Regions from separate parts of the Oryctolagus cuniculus genome. Here all the other regions are linked to region 1. The links are chromatin contacts, called in public Hi-C and Micro-C maps. All regions are on one chromosome and are shown on one strand. Each heading gives the region's core, a stretch centred on a gene start, on an enhancer-like site or on the middle of the called end of the contact. The rest is flanking DNA. Distances are from core to core; before and after follow the strand shown. Region 1 holds the start of JUN (Jun proto-oncogene, AP-1 transcription factor subunit). Region 2 overlaps FGGY (FGGY carbohydrate kinase domain containing). Region 3 overlaps FGGY (FGGY carbohydrate kinase domain containing). Region 4 holds the start of FGGY (FGGY carbohydrate kinase domain containing). Region 5 overlaps FGGY (FGGY carbohydrate kinase domain containing).

Region 1 (5,267 bases), core at 1,520-4,019:
CTTCACCGGACCCTCCTCCCCGGCTCAGCCCAGCTTGGCTCCCGGTAGCCAGTTACCCTCTACTGCATGAGTGAAAGCGCGGTGAGTGCCCGGAGTGAAGAAAAGTTGGCGGGTTTCCCACTGATACCAGCTGCTCTCGGTTTCTGAACTCGCAAAGCCACAAATACCTTCAGGCCCCCAGGCTGTGAGCCCAGAGCTGAATTCCCCCAAGTTCAGAAGCAGTCCGAATTAGACCCGGCCGAGAAACCCAAACTCCTGCGGGTCCCACTTCAAAAGCCAAAGCTAGACAGAGGCTTGAGAAAGAGCTGCCTTCTAATCCTTCCCTCCCTCGCCTCTCCCCCGCCACAGCTCCTCTCAGGAAAGTGCACCTGGTCCTGCCAGATCACATTCTTACATCCTGGCAAGCCAGCGCCGGCCTGCGAAATCTGCTAACGGGGCAGGGGGCCGCCCGGCGACCACCTCCCCCGGCCCGCAGACGGCCGCGCGGTGGACGCCGCCGGCCCTTCTGATAAGGGGCCTGAGGGGCCGGCAGGGCTTCCGTGCCTGGGCCCCTTCCCGACTCCGGTCTGGGTTCCACCACACACGGCCGTCGCCAGGGGTGGGGGGGCGGGGGCGAGGGAAAGGGCCGCCGCGAAGCAACCACTTCTATGGGTCTAGCGCTTCCTAGAGGCTGTGCGGGATATGGGCCGGTCAGCCGGCGGGGAGGGGACTGCCTCAAGCCCGCTTCTACTCGGGACTCCCTGCGGGACTTTTGGCTCTCGGGATTTGTTTCCCCGGGAGCCGGTGCAGGCGCAAAGAGCTGCGTGCGTGCGCCGGGTGCGGGATGTGTGTGTGTGTGTGTGTGTGTGTGCGCGCGCGCGCCGGGGCAGGAGGGCCACCACCGGGTTCCCCCACTTTGGGATCCCCTAAATGCTCGTCCCCCTCAGGATGCTGAGTTGTTCCCACCCCTTATAAAAGCCGCCCCCTCCGAGGCAGAGTCGCCATCCCCCGCAGGCGTCTCCCTAGGATCGCGCACGCGAGGACTCCGCCGAGCGCCCAGGGTCGAGAGATGCAAACCCGTCCGCTCCGGGCACTGCCACACAGCCGCGCGGACTGTCGCTCCAGAACTTGACCCGCAAACTTCGGCGCGTTCTCCACGTAGTGGTGTTGGGGGGAGGGGGGACCCGACTCTCGCGAGACCGCCTCCCAACTGGAGCCCACTTTCCGCTCGCCCCCACGGGGCACTCCGCGGAGCACCTTCAGGGCGGAGCTCCCGGCCCCCGGAAGTGCGGGGCGGGGTGGGGGGAGGGCTCGGACCGGGCGCTCGGCCTCCCAGCCCTGCACAAACGCTGGGGCGCCACTTGGAGCCCCCTCGACTCCGCCAAGTGGGGACACGCCCGCGCCCACTCGGCCCCAGGCAGCTGGCACAGCTCTCAGCCTTCCGTGACCCGCCATCCGCGTCTGGAGCCCTGAACTTGAGCCCCCGCCTCCGTCAGCGGCTGCGAGCGTCCGGCCGCCCGCCCGCCCGCTCGCTCGCTCGCGGCGGCCACCGTCACTAGACAGTCAAACCCCAAGACGTCAGCCCACAATGCACCGGGCGGGCCGGGAAAGACGGGCCGGGAGGGGACCGGGAAGAGAGGGGCTAGAGGCGCGCGGAGGGGGAGGGGGAGAGGAGGAGAAAGAAGGGCCCAACTGTAGGAGGGCAGCGGAGCATTACCTCATCCCGTGAGCCTCCGCGGGCCCGAAGAAGAATCTTCTAGGGTGGGGTCTCCATGGCGACGGGCGGGCCCGCCCCCCAGAGAGCGACGCGAGCCAATGGGAAGGCCTTGGGGTGACATCATGGGCTATTTTTAGGGGTTGACTGGTAGCAGATAAGTGTTGCGCTCGGGCTGGATAAGGGCTCAGAGTTGCACTGAGTGTGGCTGAAGCGGCGAGGCGGGAGTGGAGGTGCGCGGATTGAGGGAGACAGACACACAGACACAGTCCGCCCGCCCCGCCAGGACGCCCGTAGAGTGCGATCCGCACGGCTGCGTTGCTTTGCCAACTGCCCCGCGCTAGCGCCTGTGGATCCCGGGCTGGTGTTTGGGGGGAGCACCTGGAGAGCTGCTGCTTCTCCAGCCGCCCCCGGGGAGGAGAGCCCCACCGCACGAGCGCAGCTGACAGCCGCGGAGAGCGGCGACTGCAGCGGCCAAGAACTTTCCGAGCCGGGAGGACCGGGGACAAGTGGCCCGGAGTCCCGGAGCGAACTTTTGCAAACCTTTCCTGCGCTATTTGGGCTTGCCGCGGCGGCAGCAAAGAAAAGCAAGGCGGCGGAGAGAGGAGCGAAGAGGAGCGACGCGCGCGCGGCTCCGCTCGCCCCGGCCTCTGAACTTGACCGGCGCGAGCCGCTGCCGCCGGGAGCCCCCTGCCCCTCGCAGCGGAAGAGGGCACAGTCTCCGGGAGTCCGGGCGGCCGAGACCCGCCGCCACTGCGGGGCACCGCGCCGCGCCGCCGGGGAGCCTCCGAAGGGCGCGCAGTGAGTGACCGCGACTTTTCAAAGGCGGGCAGGCGCGCGCGAGCGGCCGAGGAGTGCGGGCGAGCGTCTGAACCCCGCCGCTCCCGGGAGCGGGGGCCGGTGAGCGGGGCGCCCAGGGGGAAGACAGCCCGCGGGTGCGCGCGCGCTCCGAAACTTTTCCTTTGCCAGAGGCCCGGGGAGGCGCGGGGTGCTCCCCGCCCGCCAGCGCGCTGTCGCGGCCCCGAAACTTGTGCGCGCAGCCCAAAGTAAGCCCACGTGAAGTGACGGACTGTTCTATGAGTGCAAAGATGGAAACGACCTTCTACGACGATGCCCTCAACGCCTCGTTCCTGCAGACCGAGAGCGGCGCCTACGGCTACAGTAACCCCAAGATCCTGAAACAGAGCATGACCCTGAACCTGGCCGACCCGGTGGGCAGCCTGAAGCCGCACCTCCGCGCCAAGAACTCGGACCTCCTCACCTCTCCCGACGTGGGGCTGCTCAAGCTGGCGTCGCCCGAGCTGGAGCGCCTCATCATCCAGTCCAGCAACGGGCACATCACCACCACGCCGACCCCCACCCAGTTCCTGTGCCCCAAGAACGTGACCGACGAGCAGGAGGGCTTCGCCGAGGGCTTCGTGCGCGCCCTGGCCGAGCTGCACAGCCAGAACACGCTGCCCAGCGTCACGTCCGCGGCGCAGCCGGTCAGCGGGGCGGGCATGGTGGCTCCGGCCGTGGCCTCGGTGGCGGGCGGCGGCGGCGGCAGCGGCGGCTTCAGCGCCGGCCTGCACAGCGAGCCGCCTGTCTACGCCAACCTCAGCAACTTCAACCCGAGCGCGCTGAGCAGCGGCGGCGGGGCGCCCTCCTACGGCGCGGCCGGCCTGGCCTTTCCCGCGCAGCCCCAGCAGCAACAGCCGCCGCCGCCGCCGCAGCCGCCGCACCACCTGCCCCAGCAGATCCCCGTGCAGCACCCGCGGCTGCAGGCGCTCAAGGAGGAGCCGCAGACCGTGCCCGAGATGCCCGGCGAGACGCCGCCCCTGTCCCCCATTGACATGGAGTCCCAGGAGCGGATCAAGGCGGAGAGGAAGCGCATGAGGAACCGCATCGCCGCCTCCAAGTGCCGGAAAAGGAAGCTGGAGAGGATCGCTCGGCTGGAGGAAAAAGTGAAAACCTTGAAAGCGCAGAACTCGGAGCTGGCGTCCACGGCCAACATGCTCAGGGAACAGGTGGCACAGCTGAAACAGAAAGTCATGAACCACGTTAACAGCGGGTGCCAACTCATGCTAACGCAGCAGTTGCAAACGTTCTGAGGACAGACTGTCGAGGGCTGAGGGGCGACGAAGAAAAAGAAAACAAAACCAACAGAGAGACAGTCTTGCGAACTTGACCGGTTGCGACAGCGAGAAAAAAATAAAAAAGACGCGTCCGAGGACTAAGGCCAAGGGTATCCAAGCCGGGCTGGGTTGCGTCCTGACGGCGCCCCCAGTGTGCACGAGTGGGAAGGACTTGGCGCGCGCTCCCCTTGGCGCGGAGCCAGGGAGCGGCCGCCTGCGGGCGGCCCCGCTCGGCGGAAGGGCTGTCCCCGCGCCATCACGACGGTAGACTTTTCTTTAACATTGACCAAGAACTGCATGGACCTAACATTCGATCTCATTCAGTATTAAAGGGGGGGAGGGGCGGGGTGACAAACTGCCATAGAGACTGTAGATCGCTTCTGTAGTACTCCTTAAGAACCCGACCGGGAGGGCTGGGGAGGGGCGGCGGGGGGCGGGGAGGGAGCCGGGGAGGGCCAGGCTGAGCCTGCAGATACACTCTTTCTGGCCTGCCTTCGTTAACCGTGTATGTACAGATATCTATTTTTTAATTTGATGAAAGCTGATTACTGTCAATAAACAGCTTCATGCCTTTGTAAGTTATTTCATGTTTGTTCGTTTGGGTGTCCTGCCCAGTGTTGTTTGTAAATAAGAGATTTGGAGCACTCTGAGTTTACCATTTGTAATAAAGTATATAATTTTTTTATGTTTTGTTTCTGAAAATTCCAGAAAGGATATTTAAGAAAATACAATAAAATATTGAAAAGTAATCCCCCCCAACCTTTTTTCTGCATTATCTCTAGATGCTAGGTAATCTGGGTGCAATCAAGAGAGTTTTAGTGTCCATCAGGATCGCTCAGTACTTATTGCTTTCAAGCAGTACAAACTCCTGGATTCCCTACTGAACTTTAGAAATAAGTGGTCCTGGTGTTATCATCAGGTCTCAGACTTCCCAGTTGATCACCAGAGGGTAGTGGGGGGTGGGAGAGGGTGGGTCCTGGGGACTGGAGGAAAGGGGGTTTGGGGGCAGAGGGGCAACCCACTGGCAAGTCAGACACCTCAAAGTTTGGGATTCCATCAAGTGGCAGGTGCTGGGACCGTTTGTAATGTTGGTCGAAATTTAACAGTACATGCTTATTCTCAAAGCAGGAACCCGGGGCAGATCTTAGAAAAGATGTATCCTTCCAATTTGGAATCTTCACTTTAACAATGCTAAGATTTAAAAAGATGGCCTTTGCTTATGAATATTCATAACAGATTCTTGTCACAATAAATGTATTCAAATACCAATAACAGATTTTGAATTCCTTTCCCATTACTACTTTTTCCCCCCCCAAGCTGAATACTGGAGCTTTTTCTTTTCAGTTGCTGGGGTTAACATTACTTTATTCTGGAGTTACTTGGTAACGAAGAAGCAAAGAATTTAGAATCAAACTAGAAGTTCTGTGGATGAAACATTCTCCAAATTTCATTAATGTGCG
Region 2 (4,728 bases), core at 1,586-4,085, 640 kb before region 1:
CTGGGTCTCAAAGGTTGAGCAAAAGCTGACCAAGAAGAAAAAAAGGGGGGTGGTTGTTGCAAAGCAAGAAGACATGAAAAGGCCTGCCTTGCACTGGGATTGGGAGACTCTGATGTGGCTGAGATGTTGGTGTGTGATGAGGATGGATGACTATGGAAACAGCTCGATCCCAGTGTTCATCCAGTGATCAGCAAGTTGTACTGTGAGTCTTACTGACATGGACCCTTTGAATCCCCACACCAAGCCCATGAAGCACCCATAAGAAAGCAAAGTATAGCAATGGAAAGCAACTTGCTCCAGATCACACAAGAAGTCAGACTCAGAGTTGCATTTATTCACACCCAACTGTTGACTCTTGAATTCACTGTCCTTCCTCCATGAAGGATGGTGTTGCACCATTGTCCAGGGCACGTCCAGGTTTTGTAGCACTTGAGCTTTTATGTGGAACTTTTCAAAGGAATATAAAATTAGATGCAAGGGTGAATATTTACATTAAGAAAAAATGCTTAAACTTACTTTCAGTGTGTGTGAGGGGTGTGGGAAGTGGTGTTGTGACATAGCTGGTTAAGCTGCTGCCTAGTACATTTGGGATATCCACACCCCAAGTCAGAATGCTGGATTGAGTCCTGGCTTTTCCACTTCTGATCCAGCCTCCTGCTGATGCATCCCGGGAGGCAGCTGGTGATGGCTCAATTGCTTAAGCGCCTGCCACCCATGTTGGAGTCCTAGAAGGGGTTCCCAGCTCCTGGCTTCCACCTGGCCCAACCCTAGCTACTGTGTACACCTGGGAGTGAACCATTGGATGGAATATCATTCTCTCTCTCTCTCTCTGTCTCTCTCTTTCTGCTGCTGTTGCTGCTGTTACTCTTCTGCCTTTCAAGAGAATGAAAGTAAACATCTTTTTTTAAAAAAATAGCTTGAACTTTGAGGGCATAGGTCCCTTTTTTTGTTGTTGTTGTTTCAGTTGCAAGCCCTCCCACCTGAAGCATTCTACAACTCGCAGCAGCTCCACCATACAGAGGCCGGGGCAGGTGAGGGCCCTGAAGCTCTGCTGCATTTGCTCCGTGGGAAGCCCACCTCCCACCACTCCTGCTAACCTCTCAAATCTTTCCAAACCATTTTGACAAAGGACAGATGTTAAGGTCAATTCATTACTAATGGAGCCAGTTGATTCACTGCAGGACAAAGGAAATGGAGATGAGCTTAGTAAGAGATAAACTCGTTTATCCATTTTCCTTCTTTTGCCAGAAAGGGGCGGCTTGGCTTGGACCATGAAAGTTTAGGTTTGGACCCAGCCTTGCTGCTGCTTAGCAGAGGCTTTCTCTTGGATGTGTTCCTTGACCTCCCTGCCCTTCAGCTGCCTCACCTGTAAAATTGGGGTCAGGTAGGACAATGTGCACAGCACCCAAAAATGCCAGCTCCTTTCCTACTGGAGCAGTTTTCCTGTGCTTCTCATTCTTCTCCACCCTATCCCACCCATGTCTAGGGGAAGGCAGGTTCCTCTAAGCACCCCTGAAATATCCTGTGGAGACCTCCATCACATATTATCATTCACTAATTAATTCCTTGGATACAAAGATGAGAAAAAAACATGCTACTGTCAGCCAGCGCCGCAGCTCACTAGGCTAATCCTCCACCTTGCGGCGCCGGCACACCGGGTTCTAGTCCTGGTCAGGGCGCCGGATTCTGTCCCGCTTGCCCCTCTTCCAGGCCAGCTCTCTGCTGTGGCCAGGGAGTGCAGTGGAGGATGGCCCAGGTGCTTGGGCCCTGCACCCCATGGGAGACCAGGAGAAGCACCTGGCTCCTCCCACCGGATCAGCGCGGTGCACAGGCCGCAGCGCGCCGGTCGCGGCGGCCGTTGGAGGGTGAACCAACGGCAAAGGAAGACCTTTATCTCTGTCTCTCTCTCTCACTGTCCACTCTGCCTGTCAAAAAATTTTAAAAAATAAATAAATAAAAAACATGCTACTGTCTTCGAGAAGGAGCTCCTCCCCATCACTAGCTGAGAGGTTCTTCGAGTGCTGGAGCCACACCTTACTCTGCTCAGAAGCAGAATGCCTGGGGCTCACAGGGGCAGACTCAACTTACAATTCCATGAATGTACCTCCTGCCTCCAGACCGGTCCTACCCCTGTAGCACTGGACCCACTAACCTGATCCCCTGTGATACCTCCCATGACAGGCTGTAGTGATGCTGGTTCAAGTACTCCTTACAAGGCTGGATTAATGAGGTGAGCCCATTGCTGGCATTCCCATCTACTACAAAGAAAAACACTGGTCTTTCTGAGGCAAAACAATGGCAGATTTCTCCCTGGTGCACCCCTCTTCCTTTATGCAGTCCCTCTGTCTTCGAGCAAACTACATTTAAAATAGCTTTTGTGAAGGACTGACACAGGGGCCATTTTTATATATTTCTGTGCAAGCAGCAATGAAGGGACTGTAATATGAACAATGTGTACTCCTTCCCACTTCTGGCACAATACAGACGACATTGTGTCGTGGGCCTGGGCAGGAGTGGGGGCTGAAATAATGAAACCAAACCTTAAGTTTTATTACATGAAATTCTGATAAAAAGCACTTCGAAGCCTCTTTTCCCATCATCAAAAAACCACACTGGGCAAGATCAGAGCTTAACAGCCAACAAAAAACCACATTCAATCCCTGAGATCATTTTCCTGAAATAGAAAACTACATATGTTTCTCAAATTTCACATCAAGCCACTGCAGAGGCCAGACTGCAGGGCTGAATTGGGCCAAAGTAAGTAAGAGAGAAGGAGAGAGGAGGGGGGTGGGGTGAGGGGGGAGTGAACACAAGAAAACGAGCCCATTCTTCCACATCACCACATTTCTCTAGCGCAATCTACACTTATAAACACCCCAGTTCCACAGAACTTGTAGTTAGGGTTGCTTATCGGGCAGTCTTTACTTTGTCAAATTAAGACACATTGCCTTGGATTAGCAAGACTCCTTAAATTCAAAATGACTTCATGGTTGGCTCAGAGCACGGTGTCTCTAGGGCCAGCCGCCAGGAACACAACCACTGCAGTCTCCCTCCCCTCTCTGCCCTGACCTACCTGACTTTTCCATGGAGACAGCAGAGAAAAATCCTAAGCAGACAGGCTGTCAGTGTTAATTAAAAGTCCAAACACCTCTTTAGAAACTATCTCCAGCTCAATATTTATATAGAACATAGGATTCTGAACAGGCAACGCTAGGGAAGGGAGTGGGGGCTTAAGGGCGGAAATGGGTTTGAATGGCATTTGGAACCCATTAATTTTTAAAAGACAGGCTGCCACCCTATATAGACCCAGAGAGGTTCAAAATGTAACAAAATCAGGAAGATGAATGAGCTGAAGATTGTTTAGAAAGGCTGGGGAGAGTGTTCAGCTTTTGAAAAGAATAATATCTGGGAAGTAATGAGAGCTGACACTTTTTATTGGTGAATGCAGGTTTTGGCACATTTTAACAATACAGGTTGACAATTTTTTTGTATTTAACAAAAGGAAAAGCAATCTACTAAATGACTTGGGAACAAAGGACTCTCTGACTGCAATTTCTTAATAACATTTAAAATTTCTCTTCAAAGGCCCTTGACAATAATTTAGAGAGAAGAAGAAAACAGAAAAAAGTTAAAGTATATTAAAAAAATAATAATAAACTAAGTAGAAGTACTAAAGAATAGAAGAAAAAAGAAGGGAAGAAAAGAGCACAGCATTTTAACATTAAATTATATCCCAAAGGGCTGAATGCTGAGGTCAAACTAGTAATTCATTTTCAAAGGAATGACTTTTAGGAGAGAATCTAAAAAGAGACTTTGGTCGATACTATTACATCTCAGGGACTCAGAACTTTTGGTCTGGAACAGGCTAACTGCATTACCCAATTCAACCACCTCATTTTGCAGGTGAGGAAATTGGATGGCAAGGCGCAAGTTTACCTGACTGGACCAGACACAAGTCTTATTTTTTTTTTTTAACTTTTATTTAATGAATATAAATTTCCAAAGTACAGCTCATGGATTACAATGGCTTCCCCCCGCCCCATAACTTCCCTCCCACCCGCAACTCTCCCCTTTCCCGCTCCCTCTCCCCTTCCATTCACATCGATTCATTTTCAATTCTCTTTATATACAGAAGATCAGTTTAGCATATATTAAGTAAAGATTTCAACAGTTTGCTCCCACATAGAAACACAAAGTGAAAAATACTATTTGAGTACTCGTTATAGCATTAAATCTCAATGTACAGCACATTAAGGACAGAGATCCTACATGAGGAGTAAGTGCACAGTGACTCCTGTTGTTGACTTAACAAATTGACACTCTTGTTTATGGCATCAGTAATCACCCTAGGTTCTTGTCATGAGTTGCCAAGGCTATGGAAGCCTTTTGAGTTCTCCGACTCTTATCTTATTTAGACAAGGTCATAGTCAAAGTGGAAGTTCTCTCCTCCCTTCAGAGAAAGGTACCTCCTTCTTTGATGACCTGTTCTTTCCACTGGGATCTCACTGGCAGAGATCTTTCACTTAGGTTTTGTTTTGTTTGTTTGTTTGTTTGTTTGTTTTTTTGCCAGAGTGTCTTGGCTTTCCATGCCTGAACTACTCTCATGGGCTTTTCAGCCGGAGCCGCATGCCTTAAGGGCTGATTCTGAGGCCAGAGTGCTGTTTAAGACATCTGCCATTCTACGAGTCTGCTGCAGACACAAGTCTTCTAAGCTCTAGGCCATACCAC
Region 3 (5,192 bases), core at 2,689-5,188, 1.0 Mb before region 1:
CTGAGCTCCTGGGTGAGGCTGCGGTTGAGCCTCCATGATGACTGATCACATGAAGAAGCCTGATTCTCCCATCACCCCCAAGGCACCGCACTCCAGTGGGCTGGGACAGATCTGAGGGAAACAGCAGCAGATTCACGCAGAGTATTTCAACATTTGTCGGCAGACAGAAGGAGCACAGTGGGCTGTTGTGGCAGGGACTCTGTGCAGTACTATTTATGGCTGTGTTTGGGTTTACCCTTAGCCTAGTACACAGGATACAGCTGAAAACCCTCTCTTGTTTTTCAGGCCAAAATGTCCAAATTTTTACATGAGGCCTGTCCACTCCAGACCTATTGCCCTCCTCTGTTCACTCATAGAAACAGTCATCCCTCCTTCCCCCTCCGCCTCCAGCTTGGCCTCTGAGTCACTCCCAGCAGAGGCAGAACATCCATTATTAACAGCGTATCATTAAGGATTTGGAGTTGGACAGACCTTGGCTCAAATCCCAGTTCTTCCACTTGCAGATATGTGACCTTGGGCCAGTCACCTAAACTCTCTGACCCAGCGTCTACCCAACAAGACTAGTTCAAGAAGCAGAATGAGACGCCAGGATGCAGAGAAGTCCTGGTGGGCATCTTTACTTGTGTTTGTCTCTTTGCCCCAATCACCTTGGCCCAATCTATCAAGACTAGGAGTCTGCCTCAGTTTCCCTCCCTCAGTCTTGATCTTCTTGATGTGCTCCAGGCTCACAAAAGTGGATTGCACTGGGCTCTGGTTGTGCTCTGTTCCTTCCACCTGAGGACATTGTGGCTGCAATCAGAAATGTTCCCATGGATGGGCAGGAGAGATGGGTAGGTAACAGCTACAGTCAATTTCATTAATCGCTGTCTATGTACCTGGTTTATTACTTTCTCTCCATGATAAGCCTCAAGGTCGGCCCTATCATCCACTCTACTTTATAGCTCAGCAAAGAGTGTTACAGAGCTTATCTATACTGACACAAGGCCAAGGGTGTGGGGCTGAATTCTAACCAAGGGTATCAAACTCTAGACTTTTTCTATCTCCCTTATTTTTTAAAAAAAATATTTATTTACTTATTTGGAAGGCAGAGTTACAGAGAGGGAGGGAAAGACAGAAAGAGAGAGGGAGGTCTTATATACCCGGCTTTACGCCCAACATGGCTGCAATCGCCAGGGATGAGCCCGGCTGAAGCCAGGAGCGAAGAGCTTCTTCGAGGTTTCCCAAGTGGGTACAAGGAACCCAAGCACTCAGGCCATCTGCTGCTGCTTTTCCTATGCCACTAGCAGGTTGCTCAATGGGAAGTAGATCAGCCGGACACAAACCGGCACCCATATGGGATGCCGGTGTCACAGGCTGTGGCTTTACCCGCTCTACCACGATACTGGTCCCTAGAACTTTCTCTTCATCACCAGCCTCTTTGCTTTTGAGAACCAGGCACTCCCCGCAGGAACTTTCACTTTTTTTTTTTTTTTATAATCACCACCAGAGTAGCCACTTCTTACTGAATTCCTATAATAATTACATATATTATTCCATTTGACTCTCCCAGCAATCCCATGAAGTGGGTATTTTCATACTCATTTTACAAATGAGAGAGTTGGGGTTGGAATAAACACATCATCCAAAGTCAACTGGCTGTGAAAGGAGGAGTTGGGATTCAGATACCACGCATGATTTATTGGTAGCTTCCTGAATACTATACTGTGTGCCAAGTACTTTATAAATAGTATTCATAGCATCAACTTTTCTGAAATAAGTTATCTTAGTATTTTCATCTTACAGATGGGGAAACGGAGACAAAGAGGAACTTGCTCTAGGCCTCTCAAGAACAGTAGCAGAGCTGGGTTTGCAGGCCAGGAAGTCTGGCTCAAAAATCAAGGCTCTCAGCCTCTAGCACTGTGTTGATTCAAGAAGTGAGGGATTCCAGGCAAAATGAGGAGGAGAGAGAACGATTTCAGAGGCAGGGGCAATTGCTTCTACGTGGGCAGGGCCTCAAGGAGGCAAGTGACTTGGAATGCTCTGGAAGAAGGAACTCTCACACCCACATGGATGGGAGCAGGCCCCCAGAGCCCTGGCTCCTCTCCTCTGAAAGGGGCTGGCCACCCTGGAGAATTTTCCAGCCTTGAGCAATGGTGTAGGTGTTTTGTTTCTTTTAGGCCCACTGAGATGTCTCATTAGGAAATTGCCTCAGACTCTTAAGCAAGCTGTGCCTCCACTATTTGGCTACAAAATCCTCAGAAGAGATTGACTTCTACAGTTTCAAGTGACTAGTTGCATTTTAATGTCCTGGGTGGGGGGAAGAGTTGAAAAAAATGGGGGGGGGGGCTTTAAATAGGAAAGGCAAAGTAAAAACACATTGTGTTCACACTGTGTGTGAAGTGCTGAAGACATCAAGTCTCCCAATAACCCTCTGAGGTTGTGATTCATCCCATTTTACAGAGAAATGAACTAAAAACGCAGAGCAGTGAAGTCCTAAAGTGAAGAAGCAGCTAGAGGGTTCTTGACATCTGCCTCTCACTTGCCCAGGGCCAATCCAGATACATTTTTAGAACATCTCCACAAATAATGATGGAATTACCAAGAACATCTGCACACACAGAGAAACCCTTCTACTAGCCTGGCATGTTCCGGTCCAAGCTTTGGGTAAAACATTTTACCTTCCCCGGTCCTCACTGTACTCTTGGACACATGAGAGTCTACAGCATTACCATCCTGAGACATATAGCTTCAAGAGCAGAAACAGTGTATAGGGAAAGTGTCCAAGAAACCTGGACAATATAAAGAAAGAGATTCACAGATGTGAATATATGAAGATCAAAAACTCCCATTCAAGACATTATAAGCAAAGGTAGATGACAACGGACATAAGAAAGTCTTCCGTATATATGACAGACAAAAGACGGATACAGAGTAGAAGAAGAATTCCTTGAATTTAGTGAGGAAAATATAAGCAAGCCTACAGGAAAAGGAAGACAGCATATTGACAAGCCCTTAGCAGAAAACAGAAATTTAAGTAGCTGATTGGATAAAAAAAGAAAATGTAATCGGAGAAAGGCAAAGGAAAAAAACAAAGAGCAATCACTGTTGGTCCATTAGGTTGGCAAAAACACTACATGGCCGGCAATATCCTGTGTTGGTAAAGGCACTGGGACAGCACTGGCAGGAGTGCAAATTGGAGACAGCCCTCTGGCAGGACACGTTGGCCACAGTTAACATTTTAAATGCATACATCCTTCCATCAGAAATTCCATGTTTCTGTGTCTTTTCTGTATCTCTCCAAGAGAAATTCGCATTCCTCCATGTGAGTCACTATCCCAGCAAATGACCCTTGCGTCCCAGCTGTAGCTGCCAAGCACTGGAGTCTACCTCGATGTCTAGCAACAGGACAGTGGTTGGACAGATTTCTTTGATAGATGAAAACTCTGGAACTACTGTTAGTATATAGTATACAGGGGCAGCTGTACATGTTTTAGTGTACTCCAAAATATCTTGCAAATGGGAAAAAACCTGAGCAATCTCTACAGCATCATTGTGTGTGTGTGTGTGTGTGTGTGTGTGTGTAATATTTTGTCTGTGATTTTATTAGGAAGGTTAAGAGGATGGACAAAATGTGTAACAGTGATTATCTCTGGAATGAGGGGAAGTTCACATCTTTCACCTACATTCTAAGTATCTTGTTTGTATCTGAACAGTGTAACTGTATTCTTGTCTTTTTCAGTCATTTAAAGAATGTCAATCTGGCACCAGAGCCAGAGTCCCTTGCCTGGTGCTCTGTGTGACCTACTGTTCACCCTGGATTGAGAGACACACTGACCGAGGGCTGGGATCAGCTTAGGAAGCTGCCTTTCCCTTGGTGTTTCTCTCTTTCTTCGCACTCACATACCTCAACACGCAAACACACAGAATTGTTCCTGTCTTGTGCACAGCCTCACTCACAATAACCACGGCATATGCTGGTTCATAGCCAGAGACCTTCTGAATTGTGAACCAGTGTGATTCTGGCCATCTTGATAAAACGTGCACAATCACACTCTAACACAACCATGACAACAATAACAAATTGTCAGGCCCCATGGGCACAAGCCTTGATCTAAACCGTGGGGTCCAGTGGGCACATACGGAATGTGAAACCCCTTAAATAATCGCTCTGCTGGCCTGCAACAATCAGATGTTCCTTTAGCCTTAGCTTTCCCAAGGCATAAACTATGTATTCAGGGGAAAGCAAAGTCAAATGACTCATGACAGAGTTTGTTTTTAGTATGAATTATTTTTTCTGGCTCCTTGCTTTTAAAGACATATCATTTTCAGATGAGCTGAAGCAAGGACTGCTGGGAGCTAGGCTCACAGACCCAGCCCTTCTGCCCCTTCTCAAAGCTGTAAGCAGATGCTGTGGCAGAGCGTTTGGTTCCCATTATCATCACTCCCTTCAAGGACTCCTCTTTTTCCTTTCAAAACTGCACAATGGCAGCCTTGCAATAGCTGGTGGTATAGTAGAAAGAACATTGCATTTGGAGTCTAAGAGGCCACAGCTTTACTTGCAACTTTTCCATTTACTACTTATGTGATGCTGGGAATATCACATGGCTTCTCCAGGCTGCAGGTTCCTTGCACATGGAATGGGAGGGATGAGTACTGTGCTGGATTATGGCAGGGATTCAAGGAGGTAATCTCAGCAAAGTGTCTGCCCCACAGACCACACTCTCGGAGCCTCTATCCCGACTGCTTGTGGGAGACCTGGGCAGCAGGTATCCCAAGAAGGCAGGCAGTGGTGAAAGGCTACAGGGAGAAACACAGCAACTGTAACTTTCTTTGTATTTATCATGTGCCAGCTGCTGTTCTAATTGCTTTCCCTGGACTATCTCCTTCATCCTTAGACGTAACCCTCCAAGGTACAGACAAATGGGATCCACATTTCACGGCTGATGACATGAGGCACAGAGAGGGTAAGAAACCTGACCAAATCCACCCAGCTGGTGGTGAGTGGAGGATCTGGGGTCTGAATGTTTATGGCATGGCTGTAAAACCAGAGTGGGGAGAGGAAAAGTGGGCAGATCCAGAGGCTCCTTGAGTGGAATCCAGGACAAAATTCCATCACAAGTAGGCAGCTTTTCAGATCACTCTAGCGAAACACACAAGGGTAAGGAGGAGGGCACCGGGAGAGTGTTCAGCCAAGCCTTGCAGGAACATAGGTG
Region 4 (4,880 bases), core at 1,617-4,116, 540 kb before region 1:
AGATTTTAATATACACTTTACCTAAGAAGATATGGGGAGAGGGATTACAATGGGCACAGAAAGTATTTGGAGACATTAGATATGAACTTAATCTTGACTATGATGATTGTTTCAAAGACACATACACATGGGAAAACTTATTAAACACTCTAATAGGCACAGTTTAATGTTTGCTGACTATTCCTCAGTAAGGCTACTACAAAATATTGAGAACTTCTGGTTCCCAAAGGCACCTTTCTGCTACATTATTTCTTCAGCTCCTACATACAATCAATAATTAATTCCTAACCATTCTATTTTCATTTTGTCTCTCCATTTCCATATCTATTACCCTACCCCATCTCTCACCTGTGTTACAATAACCTCTCTCCAATCTTCATCACTCCAACTCTCTTATCCATCCTGCAGCCAGAATAAACTTATAAACCATAAATCTGAGCATGTCACTAATTGCCCTGGAGACATATTTCAAATTCCCTTAAGTGGTTCAGCTGACCCCTTCTCCCCAGATCCCCCACCTCACCCTTTCTTGCCCAAGCCCACTAATCAATCATGCTTCATGCCTGCATGGCTTTGCACATGCTGTTCCCAATTCACATGGTCCCTTTTGCCTTTCTCCAGTCCACTCATAGCCAGGCCTCCTAAGAGCTCAGAATCTGTCTCCAACCCCCTACTGGGCCACTTGCCTTTCCCTAAACTCCTGAGAATCTTATGCATATCTTTCCCAAGCACTCATTTCACTATCAGGTAATGTCCCTCATCAAACTGAATTGGAGCAAAGTGGATGAAAGCTTGAAATCATAGGCCAAGTGTGCTTTATCTTTACTTCCCTAAAGCTTGCCAGAACGACAGAGTGTGTGCCCTGAGATGAATGAAAAAAATGAATGAATGAAGAACTGATTTGAATGACTTCTCTTACATCACCTGAGTGGATTTCATGCTTCTCCTTTGCAAAAAGGTGGACAGGTGAGAGGTTAAGTGACCTCTGCAGTATATTCTGGTAGAGTAAGCATTTTCTTTTTTTAATGCCCTGGAGGGAATCTCACTCTGGGAGTTTAAGGGCAAGTCTTAATAACTCAAATTGTGTTAAAAACTGATTTCAACTAAATGAAAGTTAGAAATGTGAACCAAATTCCAGGAAAAGACAAGGCCTATAGCACAAATTAACACAGGCCACCTCCCTGTAAACTTCCTGATTTCATCCAGAAAGACACAGCTCTCCACTCCACCCTTGGGGTGATTCCCTCCTCCCAATACACATTTTGACTTCCAAACCCAGCCATGAGGACTCTCCATCTCTCCCCGCCTCTCAAAATCAGACTCCACGCCCTTTTCATCCTGCAGGTCGAGCCCAACCAGCCATCCTCAGTAACAGTCCTATGGACCTCCCAGCAGGCTGCTATCCTGGGCCAGCTTCTCCAACAGCCACGGTGACAAGAGCCAGCCAGGACAGACTCCCAGGAGCCCATCAGCAGTCATCTGGAGGGAGACCCGGCCAGCAACTTAGAAAGGAACAATTAAAACATACACGTGGTGGATCCTAGGAAAGAGGGGGAAATCAAGCAAAGACAAAGCAAAGCTACCACTCAAAGAACCTCCACAGACTAAGAGAATATTCTCTTCTTTCTTACTGATTTGCAGTGCAAAGGCATCATCACTTCACCCCCCCAGACCTCACATTTTCAAACTTGACCCACAGAGGACTGGTCTTCCGTTTGTTGGCCATGACTGACCCTTTAATTTAGGGACAAAAACAGTGTTAAGACATAAAAAGTGCTTTCGTGGAAAAGAGCCAAAGAGCAGGGAAATTCAACGTTGTGCATCTTTTCCCATCTTTAATTAGTGAAATAAATAAAAACGGCAAGATGGGGTGAGCATTTGGCTAAGACACCCCTTGGGGTATCTGCCTCCCCTGCCAGTGTCTGGGTTCAAGACCAAGCTCCACTCCTGATTCCAGCTTCCTGTTAATGTGCACCTGGGCGACAGCAGGAAAGGGCTCAAGAAGCTGGGTCCCCACCACTTATTTGGGAGACCCATACTGAGTTCTGGACTCCTGGCTTCCACCTGGCCCAGCACTGGCAGTTTTGGACATCTGCGGAGTGAAGGAGCAGATGGAAGATCAGGCTGTATAAATGTTTCCCTCTCTAATTCTGATTCTCTGCCTTTCAAATAAAACAAGAGTAAACAAACAAAAAATGTTTTAATGGCAAGACTCCCCTCCCCCAGGCTTCTACCCAGAACTGTGAGCAAACAGCATTAGCCCATTTCAACTGAACCGCAGCTCAAGTATTATCACAAACCGCCAACAGCTGGAAAGCTACAAGCAGCCCTGGCCTTAAAATGCCTTAGGTAGCCACACTCAGGATTAACAGGCTCCAAAAATGCTTGGAGGAACGTCAAAAGGGGCGGTAAGGGGGCAGGGAGGCTAAGAGAAGACCTGGACATAGCCAAGCGATAGTGGCCAGAGAGGAAGGACCCTGGGCTCAAGGGCAGCTGGGGTATGCAATGAAGGCCGGACCGCCCTGTCCTTGGAGTGGCCAGACGGACGCCTCACCCAGGAGATGATAGAGGGGATTCAACAAAGTCCTGGCTGGTGTGAGGCTTAAAGGACTGAAGGCCCCGGCCGGTGCGCCCCCGGGGCGGCTGACCCTTCTTCCTGGTCGTGTGCGCCGACAGCCTGCGCGCCTGCAAACGCCCCTGGTGCCCACGTGGGACTGGGAGGAGGGTCACTTACTTGTCCAATCTGAAATTACATTTTAGCTAGAGGGGCCTGCACATTTCCGCGCTGAGCCATACCGCACCGGGACTGGGCGGGCCTTGTCCCGCCCCGCCCCGTCCCGCGCGCGTCCCCGCCCCCGCCGGCCGCGGCCCCTGTAAAGCGCGCTCCGATTGGTCCTTCGAACCGGGCCCGGCATTGGCCAGCGTCGCCCGCCCTGCTGCGTCCGGCTCCTGCAGCCCAGTGGGTGGCGCCGGCGGCAGCGGGGCTCCACCTGGGCTCCTTGTCCTGCGCTGGGACCTGGCCTGGCAGCTGGAGAGCTAGGTCTGCCCCGCTTTGGGTATCCATCTCCAGAGCTCAGCCAGGAAACCCTTGGCAGCCCCGGTAGGGGTGTGTGTCCAACTCTGCTCGGCCCCTGTTTACGCAGAGCTACCACCGATATGGGCCAGTGGGAACACTAATGATACTTGCTGAATGCCTCCTTTGTGCTCCTGAGCCTCTATAGCGTCCCATTTCTTGAGCAGTTGACCACCAGCGGTTTACTGTGGTGGGTCTTGGACACGGAGCTCGCTTCATCCTCACCGTCACACACGTTGCCTTTGCAGTAGACCTCAGCTATGTATCCCTATTTTGTCTATGCAGAGAGCCAGGGAGGTGCTTAGAGCGTTCTGGGACAGAGCTAGCAAGCGAGGCAAGGCAGGCAGGCAGCGAGAGGACAGTACCAAGGTGAGCTCCAACCTGAGCTGGTTCCCTTATAAAAAGGCAGGTTTCGGGGCTGAGGGGACTCCCGATTTAAAGATAGCTTGTCTAGCATGGAGGCCCAAGACTTTTGTGTTCCAAGGACACTGAGGTCCAGAAAAAGGAACTGATCTGTCAGGACACACCAGTTATGAGAGGTGAGTCTCAGTAGCAGTGACTTCATCGAATTATGGGCCGAAAAGGAAACAGGTCCTCTTCTCTTGGTCCTACAGGTGGGGGTACTGGAAACCCAGTCTTTGTGCTCCGTGGCTGGGAAAGATCCTGGCTTGGGATCCTTTTCTGCATCAGGATTGTCCACCTTTCATTTCCCACAAATATCTGTAGACCTAGAAGTGAACCTGAGATCTGCTACTTAACAGTTGTGTGAATCAAGTATACAACAGGATCATCAATAAGACTTGTCCATCTTACATTTCCTGTGAAGAGCAAATGAGGGAATAGATGTTAAAATGCTTTCTAGTGTAAGATTCTGAGTGCCCGTGAGCCATAGTTTTCAGATACCCCAGGAATGAAACCAATAGTAGGTGTTGCTTGCCTCACAAGCCACAGCAGGGAGTCTCTCCATGGCTTGACTTGAACTAGTGTGGATTTGCTGCCTGGCCACCAGGGATGGCTCTGTTTCTGGGATTTTTTGCATTTTATTTTTTATTTGTTTCCTCTTATTGTCATACTGTCCATAGCAACAAGAGCATAGTGACTGGAGCTCCAACAGCCATCTTGGATCTTGAAAGGACCCCAGAAATGAAAGCCACACAAAGCAAAGCAACAAGGTGAAAGACCCTGGGTACCTAATGCCAAAGGGCACAAGACCACAACCACCTGCTCTTTTCCAAACCTCCACATGAATAAAGGAAACAGTTTCCTTAGGTAAGACACATTTATTTTAGTTTTCTGTTACATAGAGCCAAACCTCATCATATATATCTGACCTCATGCAACTCTTAGGGCAACCTTATAGAGCAGACACAGGCCCAGTGAGTATAAATAACTTGTTCAAGGTCATTCAGCCAACTTGCCAAGGTGAGTCTAAACTGGGTTTGTCTGAGTCTAATTCTATTTCTCTTTTTCAGTTATTATGTGTTACCTAGTATGAATGAATGAATCTGTTTTTCCATTTACTTCCATTCCATTCATTTTTTTTTCTCTTAAGATTTGTTTATTTGAAAGGCAGAGTTGAGAGAGAGAGAGAGAGAGAGAGAGAGAAAATCTTCCATTCATGATTCAATCCCCAAATGACCACAATGGCCCATTGGGCCAGTCTAAAACCAGGAGCCAGGACCTTCCTCTGGGTCTCCCACATGAGTGCAGGTGCCCAAGAACTTGCTGTCATCCACTGCTTTCCCAGGTGCATAGGCAGGAAGCTGGGTCCAAAGTGGAGAAGCCCAGACTCAAACCAGTGCCCATA
Region 5 (5,216 bases), core at 650-3,149, 850 kb before region 1:
CAGCTCAAGTTCTCCCATGGGTTTGCCTCCCACTACGTGCAGTGGCCCTGCCTGTGTGCCCGGTTGACTCACCCCCATGTGACAAGAAGACGTTCCACAGATGATGGCCAGCCGTGACGTCACTGGCTGTCCCTCACAGGCGAGGCCATGACCCTTCACATCTGCTCCAATCACTCCTGCGAGAAAGCAGAGCAAAACAAAATTCCTCAAAAAAAAAAAAATTGGAGGAAAAGTTAAAAACAAACACACCACTTTTTCAAAAAACCAAAAAAACATGGAGGATGAGCCCCATGAGTAGGCCTGTCTCAAATAGAAACCAAAAGAGCACAGCTGCCTGCGTGGGAAGATTTGGGAACCTGTTCTCTTTGGCTTTACTTGGGCCCATGTACAGCACTCAGTGATGGAATGGTGGTACCAACTGTCATTGTCATAATAAAAGCAGTCGCCATCAGTCATTCAGTGCCCGGCTAGTACCAGGCACTATGCTGTACATTTATACATGTGGTCTCATCAGACATGGGCGGTGTCATGTGGGCGCCATTAATGGCAGAAACACCAGAGGAGAAACTGAGGTTTGCAGAGGCTGACTTGCCCAAGGTCACAGCCATCACACCTCCATTTTAGTGCAGGCAAAAGCACAGGAATTGTTTGATAACTGAATGTTTTCAGCCTCTCTACATTGCCATTCTTACTGCTACGTGTTGCCAAAACCCAAGTGTGAAGGAGAGGATGACAGAGAATAACACCCCATTCAAAGAATGATATGGAACAGAGGGCTGGCCATAGATGGGAGGCATTCAGGCTAACCTTCCCCACATAGCCTGTATTCCGTGATACCCATGAGAGCCTGGAATTGTCTTCTACTTATTCAAATACCCCACAAGCACCTTCGAGGCACACAGTATGACACTAGATGTCCATAAACATGCAGAGATATACAACTAGAGTGCACAGAGAGGTGGAAGGTGCTCAGGGCAGGCCAGAGAGACTGGGGTGCAGGAGAGAAGGCTGCATCACGCTGACCTCACCCATTTCAATGCAGTGCCACCCTCCTTGCACTCTCCTGTCCTTGGTGCTCTTACCCACCTCAACACTTTTTTTTTTTTTTTTTTTTGACAGGCAGAGTGGATAGTGAGAGAGAGAGACAGAGAGAAAGGTCTTCCTTTGCCGTTGGTTCACTTTCCAGTGGTCGCCACGGCTGGTGTGCTGCGGACAGCGCACAGCGCCAATCCGAAGGCAGGAGCCAGGTGCTTCTCCTGGTCTCCCATGGGGTGCAGGGCCCAAGCACTTGGGCCATCCTCCACTGCACTCCCTGGCCACAGCAGAGAGCTGGCCTAGAAGAAGGGCAACCTGGACAGAATCCGGTGCCCCGACCGGGACTAGAACCCAGTGTGCTGGCGCCACTAGGTGGAGGATTAGCCTATTGAGCCGCGGCGCTGGCCCACCTCAACACTTTTGCACTTGGGTCTTCTCTCTGCCTGGAATCCATTCTCCATTCTGCCAGGCTAACATCTGACTATTTTTTTTTTCCTCAGATGTGACTTAGGGATTCCTGGATCCTTGAGGGAAGATGGGATCTTCCTGCTAAATGTTCTCATGCACCACTGGACGTCCAAGTACAAAATGTCACTGGTAGTTTTAAAAGGTCATATCCTCCCTGCTCCTTGTCTACAGTGAAAGCCACAGGAAGCTGGCACTGCCCTACCCACATGCTTAGCAATCCAGGAGCTACCACAGTTTCTAGCAGCTCAAGGCAGGAAGTGGGAGAGTCTGAATGCTTGGGGCTGCTAGAGAAAAGAAGGCTAGAGAAAGTCGCTGCTTTCAGGGCATACATGATCTGCTGGGAGGGACAGCGAACCCCAAAGGGAACAGGGGCCTCAGGGGCAGCTAACCTGAAGTAGAGTCTTTGGGAGGTTTCCCAAGGAATTTGGTCTGCACTGAATTCCAGAGGAGTGAGCAGGTAAAAGGCAGACTGGTGTGTCTCATCCAACCAAACATCTCAGAGCTTTCTAAAAAGTGGGATCTACAGGGAGCCACAGACAGGACTCTCACAATTCTCCAGGATTTTACAACAGCTTTCTAGGATTTTTCCATTGCCTTTTCCAAATTCTACCTTCTGCAGCACAGCGACTTGTGCACCTCTGCTATTGTTCAGAGGCCCAGCAGCAGGGGGAAGTACAGCTCTTCCAAACTTTCCCGGTGGTTATCACAGTAGTTAGAGCCCAGCCCCCAGGGAAGTGAGGTCTGGGACTTGTGCCTGTAAAATCCCTGGGCCTCTTTGTTTTCAGATCAAATCCCTTGCTCTGCTCAGTACTGTGGGGCTGCCCCTATAGACTACCATTCCCAGAACCCAAGATAGTGGAGGGCAGCTTTGCTGGGAGATTCTAGGGCTGGCAGGAAGGGGCAACCAGAGCACACCTCCTTTCCTCTGTCTGGGGCATTATCTCCAGCAGGGGCCGCTTCCCCTCCAGGATCTCTGCCCTACGCATAAGGCCGTTCTGGCTCCAGCAGCTACCAGTGTCTACTGCCTTGGTTTTCAGCAACACTAGCTCTTTCCTATGCCCCAAAGTCTTGGGGTGGAAGTAGCTTCCTTATGTTGATTTTTTTGCTTACTTTGCAGTGAATCTGGCCCTTCTAAGCTTCCTAATTATTGGGGTCACCATTTTTTCCATATTAAATTCCCAATTTTTAGAATGGTTTATGTTTTACTGAATGGGCCCAGAATAATAAAACTTCCCATTCAGGGCACAAAGGTTTGTGGACAGGAAGAACTCCCAGATTTGAGCATATGGTAACAGAGTTGTTGTAGGCTTTCTCCCTGAGACACGTCCCATCTTATTCTCACAACAGTCTGATGTGACGGTGCTATTATTACCCTCGTTGTACAGATAAGGAAACGGAAGCTTAGAACTAGAAATGCAAAGTCACTTAGCCACGGCTGCACAGCTCACAGTGAGATCCACATTTGAGTAATCAGACTCCAAAATGCTGTTTCTTAATCACCAGGACTCACTGATTTTTCTCCATTGTACTTCTTTGTAACTCTCAAGATACTGAGGTCTTGAAGATCCTGACCCTGAGATCCTTGACAGAAAAGGGGCTGACTACTGCTGGCCCACGGAGTTGTAAGTTCAAGGAAATCCTGGGAATGACACATAGGAATATAGAAAGCACAGGCCAAATTGATATCACAGGCTCATTTAACCCTGCAAATTGGGGAAAGGTAATTTGTGGGACATGTTTCTTTGTTTCTGATCATGTTAGCAGATTCATTGTTGTTACTTCTTGGCTGAGACATATCTCAGATATATCCAAGAAGTAGTGTGCTATAAATAAGAAAATAATGGAATTTGGAGATAGTAGGATCTGCTATAAAATGGCAACACTAAGATTAAACGGATGCTCAGATAGCAAGGAAATGTTTAGAATTACAGGTTTGATTAGTGATAGCCACATCACCGTCACCACAACCACCATCCCCTTTCTACCATTACCATCATCTGAACAATTTCTCAAAGAGTCAATTGTATTCTTTCCTCCTAGCAAACCTATCAGACATACAAGAGAGGCTGAGTACTGTGCTAAGCTTTTTAAATAGTCTTCCATTTAATCTTCATAACAGCTATAAAAAGCTATATTCTTTCTTCCCTTCAATGGACATAAAAGCAAAGAATAAGAATGTTCAAGTTACTTGCCCAAAGTTACACAAATATAAGAAGCAGCATCAGGATTTCATTTTGCTCTGACTCCACATCCCATATTCATTCTGCTGTCCTCACTTTATCATGCTAAAATGGTCTTATACATAGAAATATATTTGGAAGTGTTAGTTTACCATGAAACATGGTAAGAATCACAGGATAAGCATCAGAAAACCTTGGTTTTAGCTCCTTTTTGGCTACAAATTCTCTAAGAGTGAACCTGTTCCCTCATTTACACAGTGAGAGACATAGGTCACAAATGGAGGTCCTGTCTCGGCTCTCTCAGGATTTAACAGACACAGTGCTGTTTCCGACATACAAGGCAAAGTGCCTCCTTGCCTGGACACAAGTCCCTACCATGTTCTACATTCTCAAGTGCTTAGGAGATGTAGAAAGCCACTAGTCATGCTTAAACAGCACCAGCCAGAGGCAGGTCTTGCCCAATCTTCCTATATACTTGCCTAACGTCCACCCCTGATTCCACAGCAGTGCATGGCTGAGGCCCTCTGGGAGGCCACAGGAGCGTGAGCTGACACATCCCATTTTCCCCTTGGCCACACAGAGCTTGAAGGGGCTATCCTTGAGAAAGCTGGCCAAAACACAAGCAGGAAAAAGCAAAAAAAAAAAAAAAATGTGGGAGGAGCTTTCTCCTTTCTGAATAAACACATTTCACAATCCATGGAGGAATCATAAGCTACACATGCACATCAGGAAACAATTCACAAGAGGAGATTTTGACAAGTGCATCCTTCAGCATTGCTGTGGGCCATCATGAAACTGTACAACTGTCAGTCTAATGGTTAAGGGGCAAAATTAACAGCCGAAGAAGCAGGCATCAGGAAAAAAAAGTGACGTATTCAGCTGTTTTCCATGAAACTTGTGCAATGTCCAGTTGAGAATAGTTGCTCAATAAATTTTTGTTGAATGAAAAAAAGAGAGTAAGCAGCAGAAAACAAGATTACTGACTCAATGAATAAATTCAGGGGCTCTGGTTCAATGAATATCACCCTTCAACATGCACAGATAAGTCAAAGAAAGCAGTATATTTAGAAACATAATTAAAAAGACTTGCAACTTCATGAACAGCTCTTTTATTTAGTCTTATGTGCTGTCTCCCTCCCTCTCTCCCACCCAGTGAACCATACATCCTTCCATCCAAACATTTACTGAGTACCAACTATATTTCTATAAAAGAAAAAATGAGACTTTGCAAATGTTATTATTAAGAGTACGTTATCCTATAATTTATTAAACCACAGCTTCTTTGAAAACTTTAAAGGGTTATATAGAGAAAAACATCCCAAGTTCTAGCATTTGTGTTATAATTATCTCTACTTTATAGCTATATGAAAGTACTTTACAGCTTTCAAAGCATCCTCAAACACTCTACCCTTCATTTAGGCTTTAGAAAGTCATGGGGTAGGTGTATTTTATTTCCAGTTCACAGTTGGAGAAACTGAAATTTGAGGAGGTAAAGTAATTTAGTCAGGTTTGTTTAGCTACTTAGAGGCAGAA

What was found. A called contact is a pair of places that touch in the nucleus more often than the background predicts.
Region 2: a contact with region 1 is called in a Hi-C map of psoas muscle, with 5 times the contacts expected there. The contact joins the enhancer-like site here to the promoter of JUN in region 1. A contact is called at or near these places in 2 of 6 Hi-C or Micro-C datasets (ear pinna and psoas muscle).
Region 3: a Micro-C map of ear pinna shows a contact between it and region 1, with 5 times the contacts expected there. The contact joins the enhancer-like site here to the promoter of JUN in region 1. A contact is called at or near these places in 3 of 6 Hi-C or Micro-C datasets (ear pinna, embryonic fibroblasts and skin fibroblasts).
Region 4: a Micro-C map of ear pinna shows a contact between it and region 1, with 7 times the contacts expected there. The contact joins the promoter of FGGY here to the promoter of JUN in region 1. A contact is called at or near these places in 3 of 6 Hi-C or Micro-C datasets (ear pinna, psoas muscle and skin fibroblasts).
Region 5: a contact with region 1 is called in a Micro-C map of ear pinna, with 5 times the contacts expected there. The contact joins the enhancer-like site here to the promoter of JUN in region 1. A contact is called at or near these places in 5 of 6 Hi-C or Micro-C datasets (ear pinna, embryonic fibroblasts, psoas muscle and 2 more).

The regions. Positions count from the first base shown.
Region 1 is chr7:114,257,237-114,262,503 of mOryCun1.1, forward strand. JUN (Jun proto-oncogene, AP-1 transcription factor subunit) reads left to right here and starts at 2,770. Exons shown (of 1, transcript NM_001198947.1): 1 at 2,770-3,884. The coding sequence starts at 2,770. The coding sequence ends at 3,783. LOC138850424 (a long non-coding RNA gene) reads left to right here. Exons shown (of 2, transcript XR_011390162.1): 1 at 1-81.
Region 2 is chr7:113,619,461-113,624,188 of mOryCun1.1, forward strand. All of the region lies in intron 5 of FGGY (FGGY carbohydrate kinase domain containing), which reads right to left. Among named protein-coding and RNA genes, the nearest start is that of FGGY, 95 kb to the right of the region's middle. Within about 2 kb of position 2,836, at least 4 of the 8 cell types and tissues checked have an H3K27ac peak or open chromatin away from gene starts, as enhancers often do. A contact at or near this core is called in ear pinna, where this site is marked.
Region 3 is chr7:113,260,338-113,265,529 of mOryCun1.1, forward strand. All of the region lies in intron 14 of FGGY (FGGY carbohydrate kinase domain containing), which reads right to left. The region is part of intron 3 of LOC138850643 (a long non-coding RNA gene); the gene reads left to right. Among named protein-coding and RNA genes, the nearest start is that of HOOK1, 94 kb to the left of the region's middle. Within about 2 kb of position 3,939, at least 2 of the 8 cell types and tissues checked have an H3K27ac peak or open chromatin away from gene starts, as enhancers often do. A contact at or near this core is called in ear pinna, where this site is marked.
Region 4 is chr7:113,713,663-113,718,542 of mOryCun1.1, forward strand. It overlaps FGGY (FGGY carbohydrate kinase domain containing), which reads right to left and starts at 2,867. Exons shown (of 16, transcript XM_070078420.1): 1 at 2,735-2,867. It overlaps LOC127493452 (a long non-coding RNA gene), which reads left to right and starts at 2,945. Exons shown (of 4, transcript XR_011390692.1): 1 at 2,945-3,612; 2 at 4,156-4,342.
Region 5 is chr7:113,410,927-113,416,142 of mOryCun1.1, forward strand. It overlaps FGGY (FGGY carbohydrate kinase domain containing), which reads right to left. Exons shown (of 16, transcript XM_070078420.1): 8 at 73-176. Among named protein-coding and RNA genes, the nearest start is that of HOOK1, 240 kb to the left of the region's middle. Within about 2 kb of position 1,900, at least 1 of the 8 cell types and tissues checked has an H3K27ac peak or open chromatin away from gene starts, as enhancers often do. A contact at or near this core is called in ear pinna, where this site is marked.